3 separate regions of the Sus scrofa genome follow, and regions 2 and 3 are each linked to region 1. Evidence: chromatin contacts called from public HiChIP or PLAC-seq data. All regions are on one chromosome and are shown on one strand. Each heading gives the region's core, a stretch centred on a gene start, on an enhancer-like site or on the middle of the called end of the contact. The rest is flanking DNA. Distances are from core to core; before and after follow the strand shown. Region 1 overlaps LOC110255736. Region 2 overlaps LOC110255633 (a long non-coding RNA gene). Region 3 overlaps DUSP10 (dual specificity protein phosphatase 10).

What was found. HiChIP or PLAC-seq counts read pairs in DNA pulled down with a chosen protein or histone mark.
Region 2: a contact with region 1 is called in an H3K27ac HiChIP or PLAC-seq map of skeletal muscle, with 6 times the contacts expected there. The contact joins two enhancer-like sites. A contact is called at or near these places in 1 of 47 Hi-C or Micro-C datasets (retroperitoneal adipose tissue) and 1 of 2 datasets of contacts at active chromatin or transcription factors (skeletal muscle).
Region 3: an H3K27ac HiChIP or PLAC-seq map of skeletal muscle shows a contact between it and region 1. The contact joins two enhancer-like sites. A contact is called at or near these places in 1 of 47 Hi-C or Micro-C datasets (psoas muscle) and 1 of 2 datasets of contacts at active chromatin or transcription factors (skeletal muscle).

Annotation. Positions count from the first base shown.
Region 1 is chr10:11,231,880-11,236,846 of Sscrofa11.1, forward strand. LOC110255736 reads right to left here. Exons shown (of 7, transcript XM_021065090.1): 4 at 2,119-2,220. Among named protein-coding and RNA genes, the nearest start is that of TRNAT-UGU, 79 kb to the right of the region's middle. Within about 2 kb of position 2,877, at least 4 of the 83 cell types and tissues checked have an H3K27ac peak or open chromatin away from gene starts, as enhancers often do. A contact at or near this core is called in skeletal muscle, where this site is marked.
Region 2 is chr10:10,768,174-10,773,140 of Sscrofa11.1, forward strand. All of the region lies in intron 1 of LOC110255633 (a long non-coding RNA gene), which reads left to right. Among named protein-coding and RNA genes, the nearest start is that of DUSP10, 140 kb to the right of the region's middle. Within about 2 kb of position 2,393, at least 1 of the 83 cell types and tissues checked has an H3K27ac peak or open chromatin away from gene starts, as enhancers often do. A contact at or near this core is called in skeletal muscle, where this site is marked.
Region 3 is chr10:10,881,762-10,886,728 of Sscrofa11.1, forward strand. The region is part of intron 2 of DUSP10 (dual specificity protein phosphatase 10); the gene reads right to left. Among named protein-coding and RNA genes, the nearest start is that of DUSP10, 22 kb to the right of the region's middle. Within about 2 kb of position 2,485, at least 9 of the 83 cell types and tissues checked have an H3K27ac peak or open chromatin away from gene starts, as enhancers often do. A contact at or near this core is called in skeletal muscle, where this site is marked.

The sequences.
Region 1 (4,967 bases), core at 1,627-4,126:
TCTGAAGAAAGAGAAGGCATCAAATTTTTCTGGACCCCAACCATCTCCCTAGGATCAGAAAGAAGGCGGCCACTTCCAGCCTCTTGGTTCTGCCTGGAGAGGGGGAGGGGAAAGAAGGGGGGAGGGGACAAGGGAGCCTCAAGGGAGTAGCTGGGGTCTAGAAGGTTCCTCGTCCTCTGTCCTCTGTTCCACACAGATGCCTGCAGGTGGGTGGGGACCCCTGTCGCAGAAGCGAACACAGCAGAAACACTCTTGCCATCAAATGGCAATCAAAGCTCTTACAGCTCCCACGCGTCCCCTCAGAAGCGAGGTTCATTTTAAAAAGAATCCCTCCAGCAACTTCAGGGCCCTCACTATTCTCCTACCTTCCCCAGCTGCCAGCTTTGAGCTTTCTGCTTCTCCGAGACAGTCTCTCACATTGACTTTCCCCTTGAGGAATTTTTGGAGATGATATTAGCAGATGCCCTTTTAAACCCAAAGCCGAACACCAATGGCAGGTTTGGGTTTGTTTAGTAAACGGCTCGCTTCTGTCCTACATTCCTGACAAGTTCCTACTGACTGCTTCGCTTATGCTTAAAGCGATCTTTTAAAAGTCCTACCTGAAATAACTGAAGCAGCTTTATTCTAATGGACATACAATAAACGGCAGGTATTTAAAGTGTACGACTTGATGAGTTTTAACAAAGGGACACACCCAAAAAGCCGTCCCTCCCACCGAAACGAGCTGGGGTTTGGAACCGGCACGTGCACACCCGTGGTGAAGGAATGACTGACCAAGAAGGACCTGCTGCACAGCACAGGGAACTCTACCCAGTGTTCCGCGATGGTCCCCGTGGGGAAAGAACCGGAAAGAGAACGGAGCTGTGTCCATGCAGAACTCCATCCCTTTGCTGCACAGCAGAAATTGTCGCAACACTGTAAGCCAGCTCGACTTCAATACAACTTTAAAAAGTGAAAAAAAGAGAGAAACATAGCCATCACCCTCCAGAGTTTCTTCAAGCTCGTCTCAAACCTATTTAATAGCAAAATCACATAGGTTCTGCCCTAGATCTGACCAGAACCAGCTGCCTGCCCCTGGGTCTCTTTGCAAGTTTTCATACCCTCCCATGTTAAGGAAGGGGTTGGATTAGACCATCTCGCTCGTCCTTTAAGCCCAGGCTCTAGTCTGGAGCCCAGCCTACGAGGGTGGATGGTCACCCATGGGGTCTCTTATTTGTTCTTTCTGCCCAGAAAATTCATCCTCCAGCTAGGACACAGCACGTGACACAACAGTATTTCTAAAACCTTTTGAGCAAAAGTCCATCCACTCCAGTGCGCCTGTAACGGGGCTGCCCAGTGCAGTCATGCACAGCCCCACCCTCAGAAGGGGCACGCACTTGGACTTGCCATCCTGAAATCCCCAATAATTGTATCTTTGAATGTGTGCTTCATAAGTGAGGTCCCTGGGACAATGGAGCAGGGGACGTGGCACTCTTCTCATAGGCAATCCTACCTCCACCATCTCCCCACTTTTCGCCTCTCGGCTGGCTGCTCTCTCTGCCCTGGTTCTTTGGTCCCTTGTGATGCCATCTCAAAGCACTGTATCCACCATCTGGGGTAGAAACCAAGGAACCCTGGAGGGAGAGGCTTGCATTCTGCTGTCATCCTCTGCCCCCAGCAGGAGGAGGACCAGGGGTAAGATGTCCACGCTGTAGAATCTTGGAACAGGGTCACCCTGCACCTGGCTGGCAGCACCACTGCACATTTGAATGGCAACTTGGGGGACGGGCGGGTGAGCTTCAATCCAGGTAGCAAGCAATCCAGGCACAGGTGGGGCCGCTGGCATTAGAGGAGGGGAAACTGCCTCTGCCACCCCACCTGCCTCCACATTTTCATTTTGCGCCAGGGCCCACAGAGTATCTCTAAGACTGTATTTTATGACTATAAATGGCCTCGTGCCGTCTAGGAACCAACAGGACTGTGTCTCATCTATGCTAATACAGGAAATGACATTTCCGAAGCCACAGGTAATGACTATTTGACGATCCTCAGCCCCTGGTCAGCAGGTCACCCAGGGGCCACCAGAGACAGATGGCGAATCTCCACCTGGTTCAAGGAACAGTACAAGATGGTACTAACCGAGCTGGGGATGGAGCTGCAGTCAAGGCCAGGCTGTTGTGTTGCCGAAATCTCAGCCGCCTCTGCACACGGATGACGCCAAATAGAAACCCAGAGGCAGAGCTGGAAGAAACAGAAAAAGTAGCTTTAATTGCCAGGCAAAGAGGGGACACAGCGGGCTAGTGCCTCGAAGACTGTGTCCTTCTTTTAGAGGGGCTAGTGAGGAGTCTTAGTGTTGAAGGAGCCGGGGTGTTAGGAGATGTGCAACAAGAGATGCAGCTTTGCTACAGCAGCTATCACATCTTCCCCACTGGTGGGTGGCGAGGTCCCTGGGGCTCCGCATCATCAGCCTTCTGGGGCCGACGTGCTGCGGGCAGCACCTGCTGACTTCTTCCACCTGCCGGGGCTTCGGCACCTGTCAAACGGCTTCAAGGACATTGCTCAGAATATTATCTATAGTCTTTGAAGAACTGAAGGTGCTCGACGGTGTTGAAGGGCTAAGCTCTTATTGCCCTGTCTTGCTTGGCTGTTTTCCTTTTTCTCTGTACTTCTCACTTCTCTGATTAAACTCATTTTTGATTAGCGGTTTTCTATGTATAAAAAGGCAGGTGGAGCCATGAGTGGGGTCCCCCCCGGGAGGCTCGCAGGGTCCGGCTTGGGTAGGGTGGCACCGGGAGAAGCATCTAAGTAGATGACAAGCCTTCCTGCTCCGAGTCAGGGCCCTGCCTGCCCTCCTCCAGAAGCCTGTCCCACCACCGCGCCGCTGCTTGAGATGGCTTTGATGGAAGGCAGCACCTGTCCTCCTTTGCTGCGGCTGCCGCGGCAAAGACCCACAGACTGGGCGGCTTAGAGCAGCAGGATTTTCCTGCCTCATGGTTCTGGAGGCTGAAGTCTGAGATCAGCACGTCAGCAGGGCTGGTCCCTTCTGCTGTGACGGAAAATCCCAGCCTATCGCAGGCCTGGTCCAGCCTCTGCCGGTTTGCAGGCAGCCTCTGGCCGTCCTTGGCTTGAAGGGGCATCGGCCTGACCTCTGGCTTCGCCTTCACATTGCATCCCCCCTCCGTGTGCATCCGTGGGTGCAATTCCCCTTTACAAGGACAAAGGCCCTGTTAAACGAGGGCCGCCCCACTCCGGTATTATGACACCAACATAACTAAGTATGTCTGCAACAAACCTATTTCCAAATAAGGTCACATTCTGAGGTATTAGTGGTTAGGATTCCAACGTGAATTTCAGGGGGAACACAATCCAACCCATAATAGCCCGTGAGTCAACCGTCAGAGACCACGCTTCAACAGTGACTCCTGGGGGAGGAAGAGCATTGGCCAGCTCAAAACCCACACCAAGGGCGAGCGAGGTTTTTTCTGTTTGTTTTGTTTTGCTTTGTTTGTCTTTTGAGGGCCGCACTCGCTGTATATGGAGGTTCCCAGGCTAGGGGTCGAATCAGAGCTGTAGACGCCGGCCTATACCACAGCCACAGCAACTCGGGATCCAAGCCTTGTCTGCGACCTACACCACAGCTCATGGCAACACCAGATCCTTAACCCACTGAGCGAGGCCAGGGATCGAACCCGCGTCCTCATGGATGCCAGTCAGGTTCATTACAGCTGAGCCAGGCCGGGAACTCCAAGTTTTGACTAGAGAGAGAAAAGTCGCCTGCAGGTCTGTTGGTTCTCAAAGGCAGTCGGGGGTCAGGACAGAGGATTAGAGGGAGCGAGAAGAAGCAAGAGAATGAGGAGTCATCACACGGTAAGGGGGTAAAAGGCCACAGAGAAGAAGGAGACCAAGGACAGGTTTTGTGGGCTCCACGAAGGCCTGAGTGCACTTTTGAAGCTCGAGGAAAGCTGCCTTTTGAAAAAGGTGGCCTGTCTCCAGTCTGTAACTTCATTCTCATTTTCCCAATTTGAAAACTTAGACACACACACACACACACACACACACCATCAGAGAGCTCGTCTCTAACAAGCTTCCCGCAAAGGGAGTTCTTCCAGGAAGAAATCTTCATCTCCCGCTCAGTGTCCAGGCCTGAATCAACACTTCCTCGCTGTGTTAAGCAAAATCCTGCGGCATCTGCAGGCCTGGACATCAGAAGCCAGTTACAAAAGAAGAAAAGAAGTTGCAATTGCTGCAGCTTCCTGAAAAGCAGCAATTAATTCAACGCTTCTTCAAATGTGTGCGAGTGTCCTAGAATGTACGTACGAAATGGCAGGTGGGTATTTAAAATCCAATTTGGAACCGCTGCCTTGTCAGCAGTCGGCTCCAGCACCTGCAGTCTCTGCTGCAGTCCTGCCTTCCGAACAGCATGCCATGGTGCTGGCTAACTGCTTCAATAGCAGACGAAACGTATGTGCGATTCCAATGAATACACTTATTTATGACCCTAAATGCTCAACAGATTAGCAGACTTTAAAAATTCATTTACACTTCTGTTCTGAACCCATAGACTTGTTCGCTTCATAAACATGAGCTCATAGTAAGGAACTATTAGCATTTCACAATTGCTGTTTGGGGCGCCTGGCAAGGAGGGGCTGCATAGATGGGTTTTACTTTTTTTTGAAGCCACGTGTGTTGAAATTCTTCTGCAGGGGGACACGACCAAGCCTGGGCCAGGAGTGGTGTCTCATGGTTTTGAACGGCCCTGGCAGTCCCGAATAAGGATTGGAGTGAATAAATCTAACTTCTCTTTGCATCCTGCCAAATACCCTACCAGGTAGGTCCTAGCATGATCCCACGCATGTGACACACACTCCCGGCCTCGACTCCAAATGGAAGAAGAGAGCCTGACAGGAAAAACAAAAGTAAGGGACCTGGGTATGTTTTGCTGTAGCAAAACATCACAGACTGGGGGCCTTAAGCCACAGAAATGTATT
Region 2 (4,967 bases), core at 1,143-3,642, 460 kb before region 1:
ATGTCCAAAAAATGTACTCCTATTATTTAATTCTTAGAATCACCCTGCAGGGTAGATTCTCGGACCTGTGCCTGCAGGTGGAGATACAGAAGCAAGAGACTTAAGCAAGACTGACCCAGCTAGGCTACGGTAGAGTTAGGGCTGACGCTGCCCCCTCCAGCTTAGGTCCTTTTCCCTGCTCGGTCTCTCGAACCCAGAAACAAACTCACCATCATCTTCTTGAAGCGGTTGTTTATTAAGCGCAGTTCTTTGCCACACGGACGGCTGTGTGAGGTAGCGGGTGTGGGGTGGTGAGAATCGCAGGCGTTCCGTGGGCAACCCTCAGGAAAACGAAGACCAGTCCCACCCAGTCAGGCTTTGTCCAGTCCGAAGGGAGACTAGCACCCTGAGCGAAACATCCCTTTGCAGACTTACAGGTATGAGACAAAGGATCAAAATCTACATAAACATAGTGCGAAACAAAATAACATAAGTGCTAAGTTCAAAATACTGTTTTGAGTAATTTTTCAAACACTGGGGTCACCCAGAGGAAGCAGAGTCTAAGCCCGGCTCTCCCAGGACGCTGGAGGCTTTGCCGTCTTCGCCGTGTGGCTTTTAAGGTGACTCAAGCTGTTGACATGGAGTCAGAAGAAGGACAAGGATTACTTTGGCCATGCAGGGTCCTTGGTGGTCCCATAGACCTTTTGGGATTGTGTGTTCTAGTTCTGTGAAAAATACCATGGATGTTTTAGACTGCATGAAATCCGTAGATAGCGTTAGTGGGAAACTAAAGACGAAATTCTTTCTGAAGCCTGACTTTGCCTGTTACACAGTCTCGCTGCCGTTGTAACGTGCCAGCAGGCCATTGAACGGTAGGCATGGCCTCAGCTAGAGACAGCCTGCGGAGGAGTCCCCAGACTTAGATACCTCTGCACCTCCCAAGCCTCGGAACTTGCCAGAGTCCCTGAGGAAGAGGTTGGAGAAGAGAGTCCCCTTTCATGTTGCTTTAGAGCTTGGGAATTTAAAGAAGAGCCCATGCAGGCCTCATGCAAAATTCCTGGCTTATAGCTGTGGCTTTTTTGAGACTTGGGCCGGGAAGCAACCACAAAGCATTTTTCTGCAGATCAGAGAAACTACAGCTGCACAGGTCTGTGTGCAGAAAGCCCCTTCCACAGTCACAGGAAACTGTGCCCTGATAATACAAAAACACCCACGATGGCCCCCGTTTAGGGGGCACGGACTACCTCCCACGGACCAAGTCCTTCCGTTTTCATGGCAGCCCTGTGAGGCCGGTGCCTCTGCATCGCTGGCTGATAAAGGGGGAAGCAGAGAATTGTAGTGTTGAAGTAATTCATCCAAAATCCAATAGCTATTGAGAGACAGATTTAAACCCACCTAGTTCCAGGCTAGACGCTTAATTATTTATTTAAGTAGTTGACTTACACTATTGTGTGAGTTTCAGGAATACAACAAAGTGATTCAGTTACGTATATGTACATACACACACACATTTTTTTTTCAGATGATTTTCTATTGCAGGTGGTTATAAGGTATTGAGTATCGTTCCCAGTGCTATCCAGTAAACCCTATGGCTAATCTATTTCATGTATAGTAATTTGTATCTGTTAATCCCATACTCCTGTTTTATCTGTTCCCCCCTCCCTTTCCCCTTGGGCAACCATAAGTTTTTTTTTCCACATCTGTGAGTCTGTTCTCTTTTGTATACAGATTCATGTGTGTTATTTTGTAGATTCCACATCCTAGTGATACATTATATGTGTCTTTCTCTGTTTGACTTACTTCGCTTAACGTGATCATCTGTAAGTCCATCCATGTTGCTGCAAATGGCAATATTTCATTCTCTCTATGGCTGTTATTCCAGTGTGTGTGTGTGTGTGTGTGTGTGTGAGTGTGTGTGCGTGTGTGTGTGTGTGTGTGCATGTGTTTCCACGTCATGGCTGTTGTAAATAGAGCTATGAACACTAGGGTGCAGCTGGTTTAGACTCTTGACTACTAATCCAAACTGCAGTTTGTATGAGAATCTCCCTTGACTTCACTAAGACTACTTATTCCAAAAGAGGGACTATTAATGGCTCTTGGACTTGAGGCTTGTGTTGTGGTTATTTTTTCTAGTGCTGACGGCAGGCAGGGCTACAGAGAACATAGGTCAAGCCCTTCTTTCCTGCCCAGACTGCTAGGAAGGAGGAAGGCCCTTCCTGTCCTCCTTCTTGGACCACGGTCCCTGCTTCCTTGGGTCTGTGCCCAGCATCTTTACTGCTCCCCAACATGCATTCAACTGGCTGCCCTGTGCATCTGGAGAAAACAAGCCAGACACGCACGGATTTGCTCTCCTAGTGCAGAGCAAGGGCCAAGCACTGCAGCAAAATGCCACCGTCCAAAAACCTCTGCACTCTTAGACCCAGCAGCCAGAAACCATTTCCCCAGAGAGCCCTTCAACTCCAATGCTGCACGTCACTTCCCAGGAGAAGGCTGATCTCAGAGCTGCAGTATTTGGGGTGTGGTGAAGTGGGAAATAAATGGGTAGGAGATCGAATGGGTCGGGTGCATGGATGCGGTGTGTCCTGCTGCAGGGTGGATGGCAGGTGAGACTGGCTCTCTTGCCGAGGGTGGAGGAGGGAAGGAGCCAGCTGCACTTTGATCAGACTCGGAAGGACTCAGGGTGAATATCGGACCCCACGTGAAAGAGCAAAGACACAAGATAAACAGTGAAGGCCATGCCCTTGAGAGGTGCCCACCAGCAACTGTTGGTGAAGATGGAACCTCTGAGTCTCGGGCAGCCCTGGCAGCCAGACTCTGAGAGAGACTTTGGTCCTTCTGGGGCCTGGAAGTTTCTGCAGACTGCTCCCTTCTTGCTGGAAACTCGGCCCTCCTGAACCACACAGCTGCCTCCCCCTTTCAACACAGATCCAGAACAGAGGGCAGGGCTCATATGGCCCCGACACACTCATCCAGCATCCCCTACTGCCTAAAACTGTTGCATTCTTTGGAATAAAGAATGAAGGGATGTCTCTGTTTCCCTTTAGCACCAGGTTTTATTGTTTATTTTCCGAAGCGGGGGGACTAGGTTTTGTGACAATTCCATGGAAACCATGAATTACAAAAATACACCTTTTAAATGGAGAACTCTCTAACGGGCACAGCACATTTCCCTGACGGGTGAAAAGTGTATCCTCACATTTTCCATGATGCTGTAGCCTTATCGGACAGACCACTGGTGATCCAGCCATAGATATAGACAGAGATGATGTGCGAAATAAGACTATTTGAGCACTTGTGTCCAAAACATACTCTGGCACCTGTCTTCTTGAAGAAGAGGAAGAGGAGAGGTTTGGTGTCCCTCGTTGTGTAGCTTTCACCTCTCTGCGAGCTTTGGGGCTGGAGTCCCCATTGTCCATCAGACACCTCTTTCTGGATGTTCCTGCTGACCTCTCAAAGTCCTGGCATTCAAAATAAACACGTCTTCCAATTCAAACATCCCTCCCTGTTTCTGCTAAAATCATCAGCAGCACAGGCTGAATAACGTCGTGCTGATTTCATTCCTACCTCATCCTTGTCCCCACACCTGCATCTGACAGGTCTGACCGTGAACTCCTTCTCCCCTTTGTCCCCACCTTTGTTTTCCTTGTCCCCAGCTAAAGTAGGTCCTCATGACTTCTTGCCTAGACCTGGCTAACTATCACCTAGTTGATCTTTTGCAGCTCATTTTTCCTGCCTTCAGCTTATCTCACCCACTCCTGCCAGATGAATCTCCTGAAAGCAGGACCCTGAAGGGTCTCTCACCTGCTCAGATGCCTTTAAGACTCCCCACAGCTGGCAGAATAAAGAATATCCCTTCATGGACTTGGAGAAGAGACTTGTGGTTGCCTGATGGGAGGGGGAGGGAGTGGGAGGGATCGGGAGCTTGGGCTTATCAGACACAACTTAGAATAGATTTACAAGGAGATCCTGCTGAATAGCATTGAGAACTATGTCTAGATACTCATGTTGCAACAGAAGAAAGGGTGGGGGAAAAAACTGTAATTGCAATGTATACATCTAAGGATAACCTGACCCCCTTGCTGTACAGTGGGGAAAAAAAAAAAAAGAATCTCCCTGCAGTCTCCAAGGTGCTGGTGATCTGGCCTCCCCGCTCCAAGACCTCTTTCCTTCTGCCACCTTTATTCCTGCTGTGCTTTAGGGTGGAGGGTCTTGGCTTACCTGTCCTTTTACCCAAAATGCCTTTCTATCAACTGTAAACTTTCACACTTGACTCACCCTGTGAGGCCGTCCAAGGTGGTCCCCCTACATGGATGCTTCCCAGACCCACTCCAGTTAGACGTGGACATTGCCCCTTGGGAACTTTATCGCATTGTACTTTATCTTGGGGCATTTATGTTTTGTTTGTTTGTTCTACGGTTGTATTCATTTATTCATTCAACAAAGTAGTAAATACCTTGAAGGTAAAAATCCTCGATGAATAGATCTTGAGTGAAAGTAAGCTTGCTTTTTTTGGCCATTTTAACTCTTTCTCATAATGATGGAAAGAACTTTTTGTGCCTATAATAGGGCGGTTCTGCAAAATCCATTAGAAAATTCAAGCCTGAAGTTGAGAGCGCAAACATAATCGTTTTCAACCTTTAAGAGCCGTTTCTATTCACCATTTTTATTTTTCCTTTAGTTAATTATGGAGAGAACGGCTTTTTCAAATGTTACTGACCAGTCATGTGTCACGCCAACCTTCTCATCATCTTGTCCTCACTCTTTTTCTTGCGGGTTCTACCTGTTGATGGGGTGTGAAGGAGAAGTGGTGTTTAAAGCAAAGCTCCAAGAATTCATGCTAATGTAATTCAGACAGGCATTACTTCAAAGCCCTACACATGCTTCATCATCACCAAACACTTCTGAAAGCATAACACCAGGTCAGGCTTTCCCTAAACCCTTTTTGGTTTGGCTTTGATCCTTACAGCAGGCATCAGGTGACGCTTCTA
Region 3 (4,967 bases), core at 1,235-3,734, 350 kb before region 1:
ACCCTAGCCTGGGAACTTCTATATGCTGCAGACGTAGCCATGAAAAAAAAAATAAATAAAAAATAATAGCTTTTTATCTGAGAGTAAGCCTCCCAGACCTTCAGAGACTTGAGTGATAGGCTGAAAATGCCCCTTTCTTCTCCCTCCACCCCCGTCAGGGTCCACTGGGAGGAGATGGATGGTAAACATATAAACACACAAATAAAAAGGTAATGATTAATGACGATAAAGGCCGTGAGATGCCCTTCGGTGCCTGGGTGCCATGAGGGGGGACTGATTCGATTGGGGTTCGGAGAAAAAAAGCTCTCTGGGCATGGGAGGGAGGGAGGTTTGGAGAAGTGGTGGAAGAGGGGGCCCCCGAGGACAGGCGAGGCAGAAAGAGCCACAGCAGGGCAAAGTGGGGACACCACTGAGATTGGGATGGCTCAAAGGGACAGTGACAGTGCGGAGGCAGAATGAGCGGAAGACGGGGCCCAGAGGAGGAAAGGAAACTGCAGAGGGTCTCTTAGGCCATTTAGCAGCTGGGTTTTACTCTAAATTCAGTGGGACGCTCCTGCATGGGCAGGAGCCTATAACACTTGATCGATATGAGTTTGAAAAGCATAAGGAGAGGAGTTCCTATCGTGACTCAGCAGTAATGAAGCATACTAGTATCCATGAGGATGCGGGTTTGATCCCTGGCCTCGCTCACTGGGTTAATGATCCTGCCTTGCTGCAAGCTGTGGTTTACGTCACAGACGTGGCTCAGATCGGGTGTTGCTGTGGCTGTGCTATAGGCTGGCAGTTGCAGCTCTGATTGGACCCCTAGCATTGGAACTTCCATATGCTGCAGGTGTGGCCCTAAAAAGACAAAAAAATAATAAAATAAAATAAGGAGAGAACGAGAGAGCCAGAAAAAAGTTACTTTATCAGAGGGTGTGATTTACCTATATTCCCCAACCTGGATGAAATTCATACCCTTTCTTGTGCAGAATTCATGTTTTGCACCTGCTATGGGACTGAATTCACATGCTGAAACCCTAACCCCTAAGGTATTTGGGGATGGGGGCCTTTGGAAGATGATTAGGTTTAATGAGGTCAGCAGGGTGGGGTCCTCACACTGAGGGTTAGTGCCCTCATAGGATGAGACACGGGAGAGCTTGGTCTCTCTCTCCCCGTCTCCTACTAAGCAAGAAGGTGGCCATCTGCAAGCCTGGAAGAGCACACCAGAACCTGTGCACCCAGCACGGTGACCTTGGACTTCCAGCCTCCAGAACACTGCGAAAATAAATGTTTGCTCTTGAAGCCACCCAGATCATGGTGGTTTGTTACAGCAGCCCCAACATACAAACAGGGAACCACTTTTAATACCCAGGCTAGCTTACTTGGTAGAAATACAAATTATAATTCTTACATTTGAAGAACCACACCAAACCTGTGGACTGCCTGAGAATCTGACCCTTGGGAGCCAACCCAACCTGATACCATGTCTGAAAGTCAAGCCAGAAATGGACCCGAGGTCAAGATGTGTTGGTGCCTAAAGGATGGGCATGCTCATAAGGGGCAAGCCCACAGAATCTTCCCAAACCTTCGTTTCACGAGCCAGCTGCAAGCCCAGGAGCCCCCTTCGTCCCAAAGACACAGGCCTCTTCATCAGTTACACCCTCCCTGCAGCATCTCCCTGGGGGGAAGAACAGCTTAGCTAGAGAATGTCTGGGTTTGGGGGCAGCCACTCAATACCATGTTAGGGTTGCAGCTCCTGTCTTCACCAAAAAGCTCAATACCAGGCAATCCATCAAGGAGGATTAAGGGAGGGGAGAAGAATCCATGAGATCATACTGGAAGGCTGGAGAGGGGAGCCTTTACCAGGAGAGTGCCATAAAACATGAAGCCATATGCCCCCCAAGGGCTCAAGCCAAGCTCTGCATGACTGTTTAATTCCGTGAAGAGAGGGAGAACATTCTTTGCTTTGCGGTGCCGGAGTTTAAATAGTGAAGCATTTTGCTAAACCAACAAACAGAGGAAAGCCAGGAAAGCCAGTCACTAAACAGGCCCCCTGAACAAAAGGAACACTCTTGCCTAATCATCCACCTCCCCCAAGGACCGACATTTATCTTAGACCCCAAATTAAACACATCACAACTTCACAGCAAAAGTATGTTTCCCAAGGGGATTTAAGTAGAGTCCAATTAAATAAATCTCTAGAAATATCAAGAGCAAGCCTCAAGAGAGAGCATATTTCTACCGTGAAACATTCCCATTGGAAATTACGTGCACAGAGGTCATCTGGAAACATCCATGGCAGGAGGAGGGGAGGGAGGGCAGGAAGCAGGGCAGGGTTATGGAAGGGTAGCCCAGATGGTCCCTGTACTGCACTGGCGCAGGGAAGCTCCCAGCAAAAACGGCATGTGCCTCCCGCCCACTGTGAATGAAAGCCCCATGTCCAAACAAACAGCTTTCATGACGATGTGTTTTAGTATCATCTGGAGGTCAAAGGGCGGTAGCTTAGGGAATTCAGGAAGTGGCAGGGGACAGGATCAAGTGTCAACATCAAAATGTGGATTGTTTTCCTGAATCAGAGTTTTCTGTTCACAAAAGGCACAGCAACACCTCCTCAAGTCACCGAGCGGAATTCTGTATTTGGCAAGAACATTCAGCAAGTCTGAGCATCAAGACTACACGGCCAGAAAGAGCAGGCGTGAACACTGCCCCACATAGAGATTTACCTGTCCAGCCCAGCCCCACGGTCAGACCCTCGAGGGATGGCTGAGATTGGAAAGGCCAGCCTGAAGCCAGGGGAGGCCTCTGCGCGCTGACAGATACACGTTTGTATCAAGTGAAAAGCGATCAAGCGATCGTGTCCCCAGAAATGTACCACCTTCTGGGATGAAGGGGAAGAAAAATCCACCAAGAGGCCAGTCGGGCTTGGAGTAGGTAGGCTTGGATCATAGCTTGTCAATGTGGACTTGAGGCTAAGTGGCAGGCCAGCCAAGCAACGGGTCAGTTCAACCTGGGACATGCGGAACGGGAGAGGTGACCTGGGATGAACCCCACGTCTGGCACAGTCAGATCTCCCAGCCACATCCCCTGGAAGCTATGCCTAACGTTGCTCAGGGGGCTGGAAGTCCTGACAGCAAGGACTCTGGGGACATAGCCCTACGGCCTGCACCGAGGTCCTACTGGGGACTGGTTTTGTGACCTCTCTTGCCACTTCTAGAAAATCAGGGGTTTGGATCTTCTGTGAATTTCTCCAGCTCCAGCAGGATGTGAATAAATTGTATATTGATGGACAGTGGAGAAGAAGAGCCCCTGTCCTAGGCCATGAGAGGCCAGGACCTGCCTCCCACCTCAGGGCCTTTGCACATGCTGTTCCCTTTTCGTGCAACCCCCTTCCCTACATCTTCACTAGGTGATTCAGACCTCAGCTCAAACAGGGTCCTCTCAGGAGGCTCTTCCGCAGTGTCCAAGGATAGCGACCCTGCTACTGCTCTTTAATTAATAGTGTGAAATTTTAGTTTCACGATCACTTATCAAAAACCACTTGTTACCTCCTTCATTTGTTTAGTGTTATTGTTAACATATGGACCCCAAGAAAGCCAGGCGATTCTCCGTCTTGGAGGAAGCGCAGCATCACTGCCCTGGGGCTCGGCTGGCCTCCGCCCCTTCCAGCCCGCTGATCTCGGCCACGTCCTCGCCTCCTGCACCCTAGCTTCCTCATGTGCAAAATAGGGCCAATAGCAGTACCAAGAGGCGCCCAGAGTCACTGCCAGGACTTAATAAGTTATGAACAGAACAGTTATGAACAGAAATGATAAGTAGTCACCACTCAGCACCTAGAGCTAGGCCTGGCTCGTACAGCAGGCACTCGATAAATGTTTCAAGGTTAAATCAACTTGGGAAGGACGTGACAAAGGGCCACCAGTCAGGTGTAAAGTATGTATTGTGTGTCGCTCAGCATAAGCCTAGGAATTTGGAAGTGTTAAAAAAATTGTTTAAATATATATAGTCTCTGAAGATAAATCTAATGGGAGAGGAGTTCCTGTTGTGGCTCAGCAGTAAGGAACCTGACGAGTATCTACAAGGATGCAGGTTCGAGCCCTGGCCTCACTCCGTGCGTTCAGGATGCAGCATTGCCACGAGCTGCAGCATAGTTTGCAGATGCAGCTCTGATCTGGTGTTGCTGTGGCTGCAGTAAACGTGGGCAGCTGCAGCTCTGATTCAGACCCTGGCCTGAGAACTTCTATATGCTGTGGGTGTGGCCCTAAAAAGAAAAAAAAAAAATCTAATGAGAGAAAAGGGTTGAAAGATCATTAAAGGAAACTTAACCAAAAACACCTGAAAGGATGTCATTCTGCTGTGACTCATGCAGGGCAGGTGCAGGGCCTGCCAGGAGAGTTTAGCAGGAAGGCTCCGAAATCTTGTCACTGCTGAGGCTGGAAAGGCTCATGGAGAAGAGGCAGCCTGCAGGAGTGACAGGCTTAAATGTGACAAACAGCCATGCCCGGCAGCGAGACCTGGGGTCCAAAACAATTCACACGTGGGGACCTTAACCCTTTCTCCACCTCCACGCCTCCTTCTAAGACACCCTATGTAAGAAGGGATGGAGAGACCCACGAAGGAGAAGAGGATGCTCAAGAGGGAGCACGAGCCTGAGGGAGTCAGGGAACAGGAGGAGGGACCCCCCTTGCCCTCAGGTGTCCATTTCTATACACATTTATTAAGCACCAAATCGGGCTGAGGGCACAGTACTGAGGGTACTGCCCCGGCCAGCTGGCCCGCCCTGGAACACGGCGAGACAGCTGATGGATGATTCCAGCAGCATGTTCACCTCCCCTGGATGAAGGCGTGGAAGGCAGGGCCTAAACTCAGGAATTCTGGGTTCCTCACTCACTAACTCTTAAGTACCCTAAGTTACTTAACTCTGAGACCATTTGAAAACACAATCATAAGGGAGTTTCCTTTGTGGCTCAGTGGTGACAAACCTAGCC